2 separate regions of the Macaca mulatta genome follow, and region 2 is linked to region 1. The links are chromatin contacts, called in public Hi-C maps. All regions are on one chromosome and are shown on one strand. The core of a region is the stretch at or near the end of the contact, and the rest is flanking DNA. Distances in the headings are between cores, read along the strand shown. Region 1 holds the start of CTDNEP1 (CTD nuclear envelope phosphatase 1). Region 2 holds the start of EIF4A1 (eukaryotic translation initiation factor 4A1).

Region 1 (7,432 bases), core at 2,213-4,712:
AGGTGCGTGTACCACACCCGGCTAATTTTTGTATTTTTAGTAGAGATGGGGTTTCACCATATTGGCCAGGCTGGTCTCAAACTCCTGACCTCATGATCCACCTGCCTCGGCCTCCCAAAGTGTTGGGATTACAGGCGTGAACCCCCGGCCCGGCCGAACCTGCCCTCTTAACCATGATACTATCCTGCTACACTGAACAAAGAAATGACCCCCACAATGCAACCTTCACCCCAAGAATTATTTGTAGCAACTACCATCATCTCACATTGGGAACTGAGAGCCTCAGATTCCCTAGTGCACAGGGAGTAGGAGTCAGGAGGAGATTCCTGGGTCCTTAATGGGAATATAGAATAAGGGAATCCAGAGGTTGTCAGGTCAGCTAAGTTCCTCTGGCTAGAAGCCACCAGGCCTATTTTAACCAGCCACCTGTCCACTTCTGTCTCTTGTAGCCAAGTCACAAGTTCAGAGAACCTCAGCCCTCTGAACAGTCCCCTTATCCTGGTACCCAGGGCGAGGCAAAGAACACTGGAAAGCCCCTGCCAGGCTGACTGGCAGGGTTTGGAGAAGGCCAGAGTGAAGTCAGGGCCGTAAGTGAGAGGTGAATAAGGGACAAGGACGTCACCACCTCATCCTTCCAGCTCTGCTTCTCCAAGCGTTCTCTAGAGGTTCCTATTTCCTAATACGCACATCTCCCTATGCAAAGCCTGGCAATTCCCTCCTCCACACTTTTCTTCAAAGGCACAAAGCCTCTTCAGTGCATACCTAGGCCCCAAGCCACACCAGAACCAGGATCTCCCTTGTAAACCCAAAGGGCTCTGTCCTGCTAGTCAAGATCTGCCCTTCTTTTCTCCCTGGGCCATGATGAGGTCCGAAACAGCTCCGGTGTCCAGCCTTGCTATCTCGGGTTGCATATGCTGGGCATGTAGGGAATGCTCCAAGCATCTGCCAGAAAGGGGGTGGGGAAAGAAACCAGATTGGAAGGGAAGGGAGGACAAAAGACTGTGGGGTCAGTGCTGCCCAAAGGAGAGCAATTTTGGAAGTAACCTGTGGATGAGCTGAAGCACCACTCCCCATACCCAGAAAACTGATGTGTTAGAGCGAGAACGTCAGAGAAGATGGCAGTCAACCCATAAAGAAAACCCCAAGAGGCCAGGCGCAGTGGCTCAATCCCAGCACTTTGGGAAGCTAAGGCGGGCAGATCACTTGAGGTCAGGAGTTTGAGACCAGCCTGGCCAACATGGTGAAAACCCATCTCTACTAAAATTACAAGAATTAGCCAGGTGTGGTGGTGGGTGCCTGTAATTCCAGCTATTCAAGAGGCTGAAGCAGGAGAATCGCTTGAACCCAGGAGGTGGAGGTTGCAGTGAGCCGAGATCGCGCCACTGCACTCCAGCCTGGGCGACAGAGCAAGACTGTCTCAGAAAAGAAAAGAAAATCTCAGGAGAGAGCCCCACATATATCCCAGCATCTCTGACTCTAAATTTTTCTTGGCTCCTAGCTCGTCTCTGGGCCACAACCTAGAGCCACAACCATCCTGTACTGTTCGCGCCCTGAATCAGGAAGTGGAAGCAGACTGGTAAAGTAGAGAATGAATCCAAGATCAGACCCATTCTCCCAAATCAGTTAAGTCAACCACCACTACCACTGAGGGCTTTCTGGAAATTCCCTGGACCCCAGGTCACCCCAACCTGGGTTTATTCTTTCAAACTGTATTGAGGTATGCTAAGGGATACAGACCAGAGTACAGACCCAGAACCTTTGTCTCTGCTTACTAAATTCTCCCCAGACTCCTTCCGAGGATTCTCCCTGGTGGTGGTGAGACCACAAGAGCACATTCATTTAAAAGTGCTGTTAGCTGAAGGAGCTCTGACCTTGGAGAAAAGCTAAGGAGGAGGGGACCCAGAGATGCTTGGGTCCATCCAGACAGTATCCCTCAGAATGCTAGGCTCTCCTGGACAAGCAAACATGTCCTCAGATTCAAGCCTTACAACTGACCAGCGCTGTCCTCTGACAGGGACACCCAAACTTTAATGGTGGGCACAGCACCCACCTTGAACTTCCTCCCACAATTAAAGAGGACCATCATAAAAGTATCTGCTTTAGTCCTCTAGAAATCCAGATACCTACACTCACACTATGAAATACATTTTCAGTCTTTTTGGAAGAGTTCCCTTAATGGGAACCTCAGGGGTTTCTCCTTCACACCCAGGGCCAAGTTCCAGTCCTTGTTTGTAACAAGCCCTCCCACCCACCTCCACCCTTGACACACAAGTCTGTCTGTCCCTTGTTATGGGACCAAACACCGAGGTTCCAAATAGGGTCTTTCACAAGCCCACATCAACAGATCTGGCTGTCATCAAACAGGTGTTCCCCGCCTCTCGGTTTCTTTAGCAACAACTCCAGCTTTCTTAAAAGAGAGCCCCACCCACCACCTTAGCCCCCAAGAGTTACCAAATCCTGACCCATCTAGCCCCATCAAAACCCCCAAGGGCTAGGTTCTATTACAAGGGTCTCCGTCCTCCCCAGCCCAAGCCCCGCATAGGGTGCCCAATTCTCTGGCGAGAAAAGCCCCAGTCAGGACTCCCTTCCTAGGCCCAAACAGAGGCCCGACACTCCGAAAACCCCTGACCACCACGGACAGACGTCCCCAACACCGCCAGCGCCCACCCTGGCTCACCGTGCGGATCTGCCTCCGCAAAAGGTAAATGAAGAAGCTCCAGAGCTTGGCGGCGAAGGCCACGAACGTGCGCAGCCCCAGCAGACACTGCGTCCGCATCATCCCGATGACCCCGGCACCGCCGGCCCCGGGGCCCCCGCGGCCCAGCTCCGCCAGCCCCCCGGGGGCAGCCCCCCGCCGCCGGGAGGGGGAACGGGGGCCCCGAGTGGCAGGAGAGGCTGCAGAGAGGGGCACGGAGCGGGCGGCTCAGAAAGCCACCCCTGGCGAGGGGAAAGCCCAGCGGAACGGGGAGCTGGGGGACAGGCGTGGGCAGCCCGCGGGGGCCCACATGGGCTGGGAGTGGCACCGACGGCTTCGGGGAGGTTGCGGGCCGAGACAGGTCGGGCTAGGATGGGGTCCTCCGAGACCAGGAGGGAAGGGGAAGGATAATTGGGGGAGGGGGCAGTGGGGGAGGGGGCTAGGGAAAAGGGAGGAAGGGAAAAGGGAGGGGGAGGGGAAGGGGGAAAGCGGAGAGTGGCCCGCTGCGCAGGCGCGCTAGGGGGCTGCCCGCAGGAACGGGGAGGGCGGGGGCAGTGGCGCGCAAAGGGCCGCGGCAGCGGAGAACGGCCCTGCAGAGCGAAGGAGCAGGGAAGGAGGGGGAGGGGGAGCCGAAGGGCGCGGAGCACTGGGCCGGAGCGGCCTCCCCCTCCCCAAGCTCGGGGGTCCTTTAGCCGCTGGGGAGCGGGGCTGCAGCCTCTGCAGCTGGGTTTCCCACTCTGACAGACGCCATTTTACCGCCCAAAGGACTCCCTCCTCCTGTCTTTCCCCCTCTCTTCCCCTTTGACACTGCTTCCGGTGGTGACGTGTATTCGCTTCACCGGGACTAAGTTCCCCCTGCGCGGTCTATGGGGGTAGGTATAAGGAAAGTCAGAAGCACTCCGAACGAGGCTGCAGTATTGCGCACGCGCAGAAGGTGGCCGCGGGGCGGGGCCTGAGGCGAAGCAGGCCCCGCCTCAAACTGCGTGGGCGGGGCGGAGGCCGTCACTTGTCCCCGCAGTTAGGACCCTCGCGGGGGGTTTATGGGTCCTCTTCCCCCTCCCACTGACAACTGCCCCAACTGCTCTTCCCGTCCCGGTCACAGTGAAGATGTAGAAGGGGTCGTTGTCCGTACGACTGTGCGCCAGGGCTCGGGGAGGGGCGCCCTCCTCGTGAGCGCCCCCCTGGGAATAGTGAACATAATCACCTCTCATTCCAGACTATGTTAGGTCTTAATGGTGGGAGGACGCTCGAGTGCCCCGCCCGTTTCACCCCGAGGGGGCGGGACAGTGGGTCGTGACGCTATCAGAGGGCGCCAGAGCAGGGACCGGACGCGAGTTGGGGATGTTGGACTCGCTGTTATCCTTGGGCGGCCTGGTGCTGCTTCGGGGTGAGAGCCAGCGGCACAGTGGGGTTCGGGTCTGGCTGAGGGGACGGAAGTGGAGAGGAAGGGCCATGGGTCACAGGCTAGGTGTGGAGATCGCGACGGGTTCGCGAGGGTGGTAATCCTAGCGCCCTCACACTCGATCCGTCCCTCGCTGTGCAGATTCCGTGGAGTGGGAGGGGCGCAGTCTCTTGAAGGCGCTTGTCAAGAAATCTGCACTGTGGTGAGTATCCCACGGTGTCTCCTCAGCCTACCCTGGATAGGGAACCTGTGCCCACTCTTTGACAGTCCCGCCTCATCTCTGCCTTAGTGGGGAGCAAGTGCATATCCTGGGCTGTGAAGTGAGCGAGGAAGAGTTTCGTGAAGGTTTTGACTCTGATATCAACAATCGGTAAGTACCAGTTGGAAAAGATTTGATTAAATTGGAGACGTCTATTGCTAAGGACATTTATTTATAACAAGCGCAGAACCTGGTATATAGTAGCAGTTCCTTAAATATTCATTGAAGAATTGGATATGGGTCTTTCAGGAGGCAAGACTTAGTAAGAGGAGTAATGAGGAGTGATGAGTATTTGGGGAATCCAAAGCAAAGCTCATAGAAGTTGAGAGAGAAATAGCCTGGAGATAGGGAGAACATGTGGGAAGGGTATTGCAGTAATCCATTAATCCAGGTTCGCTATTAAGGTGCATATGTACCGAGCACCAACTATAAACCCGGTGCTGTGCAAGATACTGGAGCTGGCAGTGAATGAGACAGACCTGTTCCTGGCCTAATGAATTTTAGGGAATAATGGTAGAAAGTGATAGAGACCTGGGCAGTAGAGATGGAAAGTTTAGAACACATGTAAAGGAGTTTAGTGGGTAGCATTTCCAGGATTTATTGACTAATGTGGGGGAGAAGAAAGTATTGAAATAAGGAAGTCCCTAAACCCAGCCACATGCCTGATCAGGAGACATTAAGAACCATTAGTAGGATGCTTTCTACTTCCTAGTCTGGGCAACTCAGTGAATGGTGATAGTAGTTTACATCTTATCTGTTGAGCCTCTAATTTTACATCAGCCATTGTTGTGATAGAGGTGGTGGTGTATGTTAAGATGGCATTCCATGGCCAGGTGTGGTGGTTCACGCCTTTAATCCCAGCACTTTGGGAGGCTGAGGCGGGTGGATCACCTGAGGTCGGGAGTTCGAGACCAGCCTGACCAACGTGGAGAAACCCCATCTCTACTAAAAATACATAAAATTAACTGGGCATGGTGGCACATGCCTGTAATTCCAGCTACTCGGGAGGCTGAGGCAGGAGAATCGCTTGAACCCAGGAGGCAGAGGTTGTGGTGAGCAGAGATCGTGCCATTGCATTCCAGCCCAGGCAACAAGAGCGAAACTCTGTCTCAAAAAAAAAAAAAAGAGGGCATTCCACAAGAGAACCAGAAGATAAAAAAGAGATATCTGGGGAAAAAAAAAAAAAGTTCTGCTACCTTTGCTGGTCTACCTTTCCTGAGCTGTTATTTTTTTCTGTAGTTGGTACTCCATGACTTAATTTTTTACTTTCTTTAAGCTGTTCTACAGGCAGGAACCAAGTCTCATGTCCTCTGCTTTCTCATTTTTTATCCAGAGTGATAAACTTTAGGTGCCACACTCAGGAAATATGTGATAATGGTGATAACTAACATTTATGAGGCATACACTATGTGTCAAGCACTGTGCTGAGTGCTTAGAGGTTGGCATCTCATTTCACCAATGAAGCAACTGAGTCTTAGAGATCATTTATCATTTAGCTGACCTTGGGCAACAAGTCGCAAAGCCAAGCTTGGAGGTCAGGCTGTCAGACACCAAAGTCTGTGCTCTCAATCATTGCTATCTCTCAGTAATATTCTTTCACTAATATTTAGGATATTCATGAAAATTGAGAAAACAGAGCCAAAAAGATCAGAGGATGAACTTTGTGATCCTCTGGGGGGAAGGAGCAATATTATATTGTGTCATGTTTTCCCTTTGCAGGCTGGTTTACCATGACTTCTTCAGAGACCCTCTCAACTGGTCAAAAACTGAGGAGGCCCTTCCTGGGGGGCCGCTGGGAGCCTTGAGAGCCATATGCAAGAGGACAGATCCTGGTCCTGTCACCATTGCTCTCGATTCACTCAGCTGGCTGCTGCTTCACCTTCCCTGCACCACACTCTGCCAGGCCCTGCATGCTGTGAGCCATCAGGACTCCTGTCCTGGTGAGACCCCTCCTTCATTATTTCCCCTCATATATCTCCCTCTGCCAAGGTGTGCGCCCCTTTTCCTTTCTACCCTAGAAGAAACATCTGGGTTCTCCAGTCAGACCTTTTTTCATTTTTTTGAACTTTTTGTCTGGTTTTTTTTTTTTTTACTTCCCCTTAATGCCATCTACCATTTGCTTTTTTTCCTCCAAGTTATTTTTTTACTCATTTGTTTCACTCATTCATTTATTTAACAAATCAATAGTAAATACATATAATATGTCAGGTACAATTCTAGATAATGGCAAAATACAGACTGACTGTAGCTGGGTCCTTGCCTTCCAGGAGCTCGAAGTCCCATAAAAGATGGAGATAAGTAAACAGGCAGTTACAAGATGGTCTGATAAAGGCCATGATGATATAGGACATGCACAGGGTACCTTAAAGAAGGGCCCTCTCGGCTGGGCGCGGTGGCTCACACCTGTAATCCCAGCACTTTGGGAGGCCGAGGTGGGCAGATCACAAGGTCAGGAGATCAAGACCATCCTGGCTAACACGGTGCAACCCCATCTCTACTAAAAATACAAAAAAAATTAGCTGGGCCTGGTGGCGGGCGACTGTAGTCCCAGCTACTTGGGAGGCTGAGGCAGGAGAATGGCATGAACCTGGGAGGCGGAACTTTCAGTGAGCCGAGATCGCGCCACTGCACTCCAGCCTGGGTGATACAGCGAGAGTCCGTGTCAAAAAATAAAGGCACTTTTGAAGAGCAAGCGGTCAGCCAGGCAGATTTGGCCGGGCAGGGGCACTGGGACTAGCCCTGAAGTGCACTGTGGGTACTCGAATGGACTTAGGAATCAGACGCTCAGCTTTGTATTAAGGTGCTTGACTTTCACTTGCTTCACTTTCCGCTGTATATGGGGGAAGGTACAAGGGAAGTATTAGGATAAACCACTATATTGCCATTTCTTAGATCAAAAATTGTTAAATATTGGCTGGGCACGGTGGCTCACACCTGTAATCCCAGCACTTTGGGAGGCCAAGGTAGGTGGATCAGCTGAGGTCAGGAGTTGGAGACCAGCCTGGCCAACATGGTAAAACCCTGTCTCTACTAAAAATACAAAAAATTAGCTGGGTGTGGTGGCGCACTTTTGTAA
Region 2 (6,706 bases), core at 397-2,896, 320 kb after region 1:
CAGATCTACAAGGAGCTGTGTCACTGCAAACTCACTGTGTGAGCCTCGTACCCCAGACCCCAAGCCCATTAATGGGAAGGGGGACATAGGAGTCCCTTCCCAGGAAACTCCAGTCCCTTTCCCCTCTCGCCTCTTCCCACTCAGTTCCCTTTGGTTTTTCATATTTAAATGTTTCGATTTCTGTATTTTTTTTTTCTTTGAGAGAATACCTGTTGATTTTTGATGGGCAGGGGGTGGCTACAGAAAAGCCCCTTTCTTCCTCTGTTTGCAGGGGAGTGTGGCCCTGTGGCCTGGGTGGAGCAGTCATCCTCCCCTTTCCCCGTGCAGGGAGCAGGAAATCAGTGCTGGGGGTGGTGGGTGGGCAATAGCATCACTGCCTGCCAGATCCTCAAACTTTTTTATATATATATATATATATATATAAATGCCACGGTCCTGCTCTGGTCAATAAAGGATCCTTTGTTGATACTTAAGTGGTGGTCTTCCTTAAAGGGCCTCAAATTAGTGGATGCTTAGCTCAGACCTTCCAGCCAGGCTCTTGAGACTAAAGGGGTCAGCTTTGGCCGGGCGCGGTGGCTCAAGCCTGTAATCCCAGCACTTTGGGAGGCCGAGACGGGCGGATCACGAGGTCAGGAGATCGAGACCATCCTGGCGAACACGGTGAAACCCCGTCTCTACTAAAAAAATACAAAAAACTAGCCGGGCGAGGTGGCGGGCGCCTGTAGTCCCAGCTACACAGGAGGCTGAGGCAGGAGAATGGCGTAAACCCGGGAGGCGGAGCTTGCAGTGAGCTGAGATCCGGCCACTGCGCTCCAGCCCCGGCGACAGAGCGAGACTCCGTCTCAAAAAAAAAAAAAAAAAAAAGGGGGTCAGCTTTCCATCCCTGGCTCAGACACTGCCAACACCATGTCTTCACCCAAACAAATCCCCCAGATAGGAGCAGAGGGGAGGAAGGAGGGAAAGTAGGTACGCCTCAAGAATAAGGGCGTCCGAGAGGGAAGCTGGGGAACTGGACACAAGGGACTGGGGAGGGGACCAGCCAGGATTCATGATAGTACCCCAAAGCCCTTTACAGTTTTCTTTCATCCCTCCATCCTCCAGCCAGGGAAATCCTCCTGTCCCTAGGATATCGCTCTTGATTCCTTCATCCTTGGCACACGTCCAGGCGGTGTCGAATCCATCTTTGCTACAGGGGAAAACAAATTAACATTTGAGTCCAGTGGGGACCGGGAGCAGAAGTAAAGGGAAGTGATAACCCCCAGAGCCCGGAAGCCTCTGGAGGCTGAGACCTCGCCCCCCTTGCGTGATAGGGCCTACGGAGCCACATGACCAAGGCACTGTCGCCTCCGCACGTGTGAGAGTTCAGGGCCCCAAGATGGCTGCCAGGCCTCGAGGCCTGACTCCTGTATGTCACTTCCGTACCGGCGAGAAAGGCGGGCCCTCCAGCCAATGAGGCTGCGGGGCGGGCCTTCACCTTGATAGGCGTTCGAGTTATCCAATGGTGGCTGCATGCCAGAGCGCCTAGGAACTAACGTCACGCCGAGTTGCCGAGCGCCGGCAGGCGGGGCCGGGGCAGCCAAGCCAATGCGATGGCCGGGGCGGAGTCGGGCGCTCTATAAGTTGTCGATAGGCGGGCACTCCGCCCTAGTTTCTAAGGATCATGTCTGCGAGCCAGGATTCCCGGTAAGAAAGACATTTGCAAGAGATTGTGGCTGCTTACCTTTCCGCCCCCCTTCCGACAGGCCGGCTGGGGCTAGCTGAGAGGCCCAGCAGGGTTGCGGGGGAAACCGAGCCGGGGGGGAGGTCCGACCTGGGGGGGCGAGGGGGAAGATCCACGGCCTCCGCGGCCACCAGGGTCGAAGCGGAGGGCAGGGACAGCCCGGCTAGGGTCAGGCTTGCGAAGTTTGTTACGAGCCTTGACCCGAGGCGGTGCCGTGCGCGAAGCCCCGGCGCTGAGTGGCGAGACTGGGTCGCTACCTGGCGTGGGAAAGAAAGGTGGAGGCGGCCGCTACTGTGTGTGGCCCAGAGCCGGCAGGTCCGGTTGTCTCCCTGTGCCGGGGGAGGGACGGCGCGCGGGGTTCCGGAGGATTCTGACGGTACCACTCGCGAGAGGCGGGGGTGCCTGGTCCTCAGATCCAGTCACATCGTCGCGGCTAAAACACGGGTCGGGGAGAAGAAACCGGCCGTTCAGTGTGCTGGTTTTCTTGACGGCCAGGACTGAGCCTAACCCCGAGGAGCGGCCGCGTGAGGCACCAGGAGCCCACCCGGCGCCGGGCGGGCGGGTCCATTTTGCCGCACAAGCCGGGCTATTGGCAAACTGCGGATGGGCAGGTCCACTTTACTTCGGGGGTGAGCGGCCTGAGGTACGGGAGGGCGACGCTACTTCGCGACGGGGGCGGGCGGGAGGTGGATTGTTCCATGGAGGGGTGGGAGACGCCGCCGGGTGGTCGAGGGAGCGAGCACATGGTGGCTTGAGGCGTTCCCCTCCCCCAGTCTGCTTCGCTTCTAAGTGTTGTGCAATCTCCCCCTTTGCTAGCTCGGCTTGGGCTCATTGTGCGCGAGGCCGCCACCGCCCGCGGCCTCCCACATCCGGGCAACGCGAAGGGGGGTTCGGCTGGAGGGAGTGGGGGAGGGCGCGGGCGGGATGACGTGGGGGGAAGGGGATGTCCTACCCTCCGATCTGGGAGGTGAAGGGCGGGACTTCCGGCGCGCTGGTGCTGTGGTGGGAGGTGCACGCGCTGGGGCTTTAAGCGGCTGGGTCGGGCCCACGTGGACCTGGCGGCAAGCACCACCTCTGGGCGCCGTGAGCGCAGCGGCACGCCTGCCAGCCTGTCTTCAGAAAGGGTCCCCCTTATGTCGGGGGTTGCCTGGCCTGAGCCGCTGCCTGCATGGGGCAAAGGCCTCACGCAGTTTTATAGATACTCCTCCTCTGGGTACCTTTTGGGAAACGGTGGGAGTTGGATCTGGAAGAGCAGGTTGATGGCATCATGCAGGCCACTCCTGACACAGCCCGGTTGTCAGGATTTCTGAGTGCTTCGGTCTGGCAGGGGACAAAATTTGTGCTTTAAACCAACAGATCCAGAGACAATGGCCCCGATGGGATGGAGCCCGAAGGCGTCATCGAGGTGAGACTGGACAAATGAAATTGTGTCCTCCCTCATTACAACTCTCAGCCTTACAACTGTATAGAGTTAGAGTGGCGTCTTAGATTGATTTCCCAGCCCATCTAGAAGCAGCTGGTTTCCCTAAAGGGAGGAGGGGTTGTAAGCTTTGAGGGCTTTGGTTAGTAGGCGCCAGATCCTGTTCGCTCTGGGACTACAGCTCAGCCTCACCTTTTCCACGACTCAAACTTTAATTTCTTTGCATCCCATAGAGTAACTGGAATGAGATTGTTGACAGCTTTGATGACATGAACCTTTCAGAGTCTCTTCTCCGTGGCATCTACGCCTATGGTTTTGAGAAGCCGTCTGCCATCCAGCAGCGAGCCATTCTACCTTGTATCAAGGGTGAGAACTCTCAGTACCAGAAGACATTCTGGACTGTCCCTGACCTGGGTAGAGTGGCATCTGGTTGGTGGTGCCCATCTCATATCAGCCAGGGACAAAGCAACTCCTTGTTCATCCCAGCTTGGCTTCTGATCTGTGCCCATGCCTGGTTCATGCCTTGGACACATACGTTTCCTTTAAAGAGGTGGTATTGTAGCCAGCTTACACTTGTCTCTGCAGCCATAGTTCTAGTCCAGCTTGGTGTGCAACACTAGACGAGTTAATAACTGGTCCTTGTTTCTATCTGGTTCTCATTGTGTAACTGTGTTGACTGGTAAGGTAGTTTGTGAGCCATGAAATGCTTGGTTCATTGGCTACTTATTGGTCTCATTCACCTACATACAACTTGAATATCCCAAAGTGTATACTCTTTACCACATTTAACTCCTAATTTGTTTGTTTAGGTTACGATGTGATCGCTCAAGCCCAATCTGGGACTGGGAAAACGGCCACATTTGCCATATCAATTCTGCAGCAGATCGAATTAGATCTAAAAGCCACCCAGGCCTTGGTCCTGGCACCCACTCGAGAATTGGCTCAGCAGGTAAGAGTGGTTTCTGTTCCCTCCTTAAAGGCTGATTTAGGGATGATGGGCATAATCCAAGGACCAGAGAAGTGTTCTCTGATCACCACCTTGGGAGGAAGAGAGATGGGTGCCCTAACGCTCTCGAGACCTGCTGGGTTAATTAGAAGCTATTTCTTACCCAAATGTAACCATCACTTCCTCCACCCATTTCCTGAGTCAAATGGGAAGGCTCTTGGGTGAAGCCTGGCTGGCTGGGCAAGTTTGGTGGCTGTGTTCTGAATAAGCACCATCACCATGGGCTAAGAGACACCTCAGTGGTGGGGGTGCTATTATGGTAGAGCAGATGGACAGTGGACAGTTTTGTTGTTTGGTTTTTTATGTTTGGTTTTTTTTTTTTTTTTTTTGGGAGACAAGAGTCTGTGTCACTCAGGCTGGAGTGTAGTGGCGCTATCTCAGCTTACTGCAAGCTCCGCCTCCCGGGTTTACTCCATTCTCCTGCCCTCAGCCTCCCAAGTAGCTGGGACTACAGGCGTCTGCCACCACGCCCAGCTAATTTTTTTGTATCTTTTAGTAGAGATGGGGTTTCACCATGTTAGCCAGGATGGTCTCGGTCTCCCAACCTCATGATCCACCCGCCTCAGCCTCCCAAAGTGCTGGGATTACAGGTGTGAGCCACCACGCCCAGCCGGACAGTCCTTTTTTCACCTTGGCTTAATGCCTAGAGCTGTTTCATGCCGGGGGCACACACAATTCTAATGCTGGACTTTTTCTGGGTCATGCTGCGACACTCATCTCAACTAGAGTATTGAGGCTCAGCATGTTTTTTAAATGTTCTGTGGCAGGTGCAATGATTATTCTGGGTGTGGATAATGTAAGAAGTTACAGCAGAGCTCCATTCTAAGGCACTTGGCTCTCAGTTTTCTCAGAGTGAACATGGCTCGTAGCTTTTGGTCCTCTGGTAGGAGTACAATAGGACATGGATATGCATCACCTGTTCTATAAAACTGGTTGCTGGCCGGGCGCGGTGGCTCACTTGTGTAATCCCAACACTTTGGGAGGCTGAGGCAGGCAGACCACTTGAGATCAGGAGTTGGAGACCAGCCTGGCCAACATAGTGAAACCCCATCTCTACTAGAAATATAAAAACTAGTCGGGCGTAGTGGCATGTGCCTGTTATCCCAGCTACTTGGGGGAGGCTCAGGCAGGAGAATTTAACCCAGGAGGCGGAGGCTGCAGTGAGCCGAGATTGTGCCATTGCACTCCAGCCTGGGCGATGAGCAAAGTTCTGTTTCAAAAAAAACAAAACAAAACTGGTTGCTGCATGACGAGGCAGTTGGTCAAATTAGCTTTCAGAAAGTTACGGGTTCTTTTTTTTTTTTTTTTTTTTTTTTTTTTTGAGACGGAGTCTTGCTCTGTCGCCCAGGCTGGAGTGCAGTGGCGCGATCTCGGCTCACTGCAAGCTCCGCCTCCCGGGTTTACGCCATTCTCCTGCCTCAGCCTCCCGAGTAGCTGGGACTACAGGCGCCCGCCACCTCGCCCGGCTAATTTTTTTGTATTTTTAGTAGAGACGGGGTTTCATTGTGTTAGCCAGGATGGTCTCGATCTCCTGACCTCGTGATCCGCCCGTCTCGGCCTCCCAAAGTGCTGGGATTACAGGCTTGAGCCACCGCGCCCGGCCGAAAGTTACGGGTTCTAAACATCTAGAGTAAGAAACTGAATTAATTATCTGAGCGGCCTTACTGTGAATCACTGTACACTCAGGAACCAGACTGAGTTGAAATCCTGTCTTTGCCACCTATTGACAGCACGATCTTAAGTGGATTTTAGCCTCTGCCTGTTTCTCAGCTGAATGTGAGTGTAATAATAGTGCATGCCCCAAAGTTGTTGGTTAGGAATAAATACATGAAAAACATTTAAGAATGGTGCCGGCCGGGCGCGGTGGCTCACGCCTGTAATCCCTGCACTTTGGGAGGCCGAGGCGGACGGATCACGAGGTCAGGAGATCGAGACCATCCTGGCTAACACGGTGAAACCCCGTCTCTACTAAAATACAAAAAATTAGCCGGGCGTGGTGGCTGGCGCCTGTAGTCCCAGCTACTCGGGAGGCTGAGGCAGGAGAATGGCGCGAACCTGGGAGGCGGAGCTTGCAGTGAGCCGAGATGGTGCCACTGCACTCCAGCCTGGGCGACAGAGTGAAGACTCCGCCTCAAAAAAAAAAAAAAAAAAAAAAGGAATGGTGCCTGGCACAGCTGTAGCTAATATGTGAGCACCTATCTTTCTCTGTGCTCAGATACAGAAGGTGGTCATGGCACTAGGAGACTACATGGGTGCCTCCTGTCATGCCTGTATTGGGGGCACCAACGTGCGTGCTGAGGTGCAGAAACTGCAGATGGAAGCCCCCCACATAATCGTGGGGACCCCTGGCCGAGTGTTTGATATGCTTAACCGGAGATACCTGTGTGAGTAATTCTGTTCTCCAACCCCTGGGTCACTTCGCTCTTGTGCATGCTTTCCAGTCTTTCAGTGTAAGCCAAAGTCATTCCCACAGATGCTGGTTTCCCTCTGGGGAAGAGCTGCTCTGTGATGGAGCCCATGCGTGTCATCTGAGCCTCTGGCTTCCCTGCCAGTGCAGCCC

The links. Hi-C and Micro-C count contacts between places; a contact is called where the count stands out from the background.
Region 2: a contact with region 1 is called in a Hi-C map of fetal cortex germinal zone, with 3 times the contacts expected there. The contact joins the promoter of EIF4A1 here to the promoter of CTDNEP1 in region 1. A contact is called at or near these places in 3 of 14 Hi-C or Micro-C datasets (blood, cortical neurons and fetal cortex germinal zone).

What each region holds. Positions count from the first base shown.
Region 1 is chr16:8,734,846-8,742,277 of T2T-MMU8v2.0, forward strand. It overlaps CTDNEP1 (CTD nuclear envelope phosphatase 1), which reads right to left and starts at 3,463. Exons shown (of 7, transcript XM_015118443.3): 1 at 2,678-3,463. The coding sequence starts at 2,779. ELP5 (elongator acetyltransferase complex subunit 5) reads left to right here and starts at 3,997. Exons shown (of 8, transcript XM_077970162.1): 1 at 3,997-4,082; 2 at 4,239-4,299; 3 at 4,387-4,467; 4 at 6,076-6,296. The coding sequence starts at 4,037.
Region 2 is chr16:9,059,073-9,065,778 of T2T-MMU8v2.0, forward strand. EIF4A1 (eukaryotic translation initiation factor 4A1) reads left to right here and starts at 1,647. Exons shown (of 12, transcript XM_077970278.1): 1 at 1,647-1,683; 2 at 2,216-2,363; 3 at 3,077-3,125; 4 at 3,374-3,506; 5 at 3,950-4,089; 6 at 6,362-6,530. The coding sequence starts at 3,102. It overlaps SENP3 (SUMO specific peptidase 3), which reads left to right. Exons shown (of 11, transcript XM_015118514.3): 11 at 1-468. The coding sequence ends at 42. LOC114673310 (small nucleolar RNA SNORA48) reads left to right here and starts at 3,541; the gene lies at 3,541-3,675. LOC114673344 (small nucleolar RNA SNORD10) reads left to right here and starts at 6,647; the gene lies at 6,647-6,706.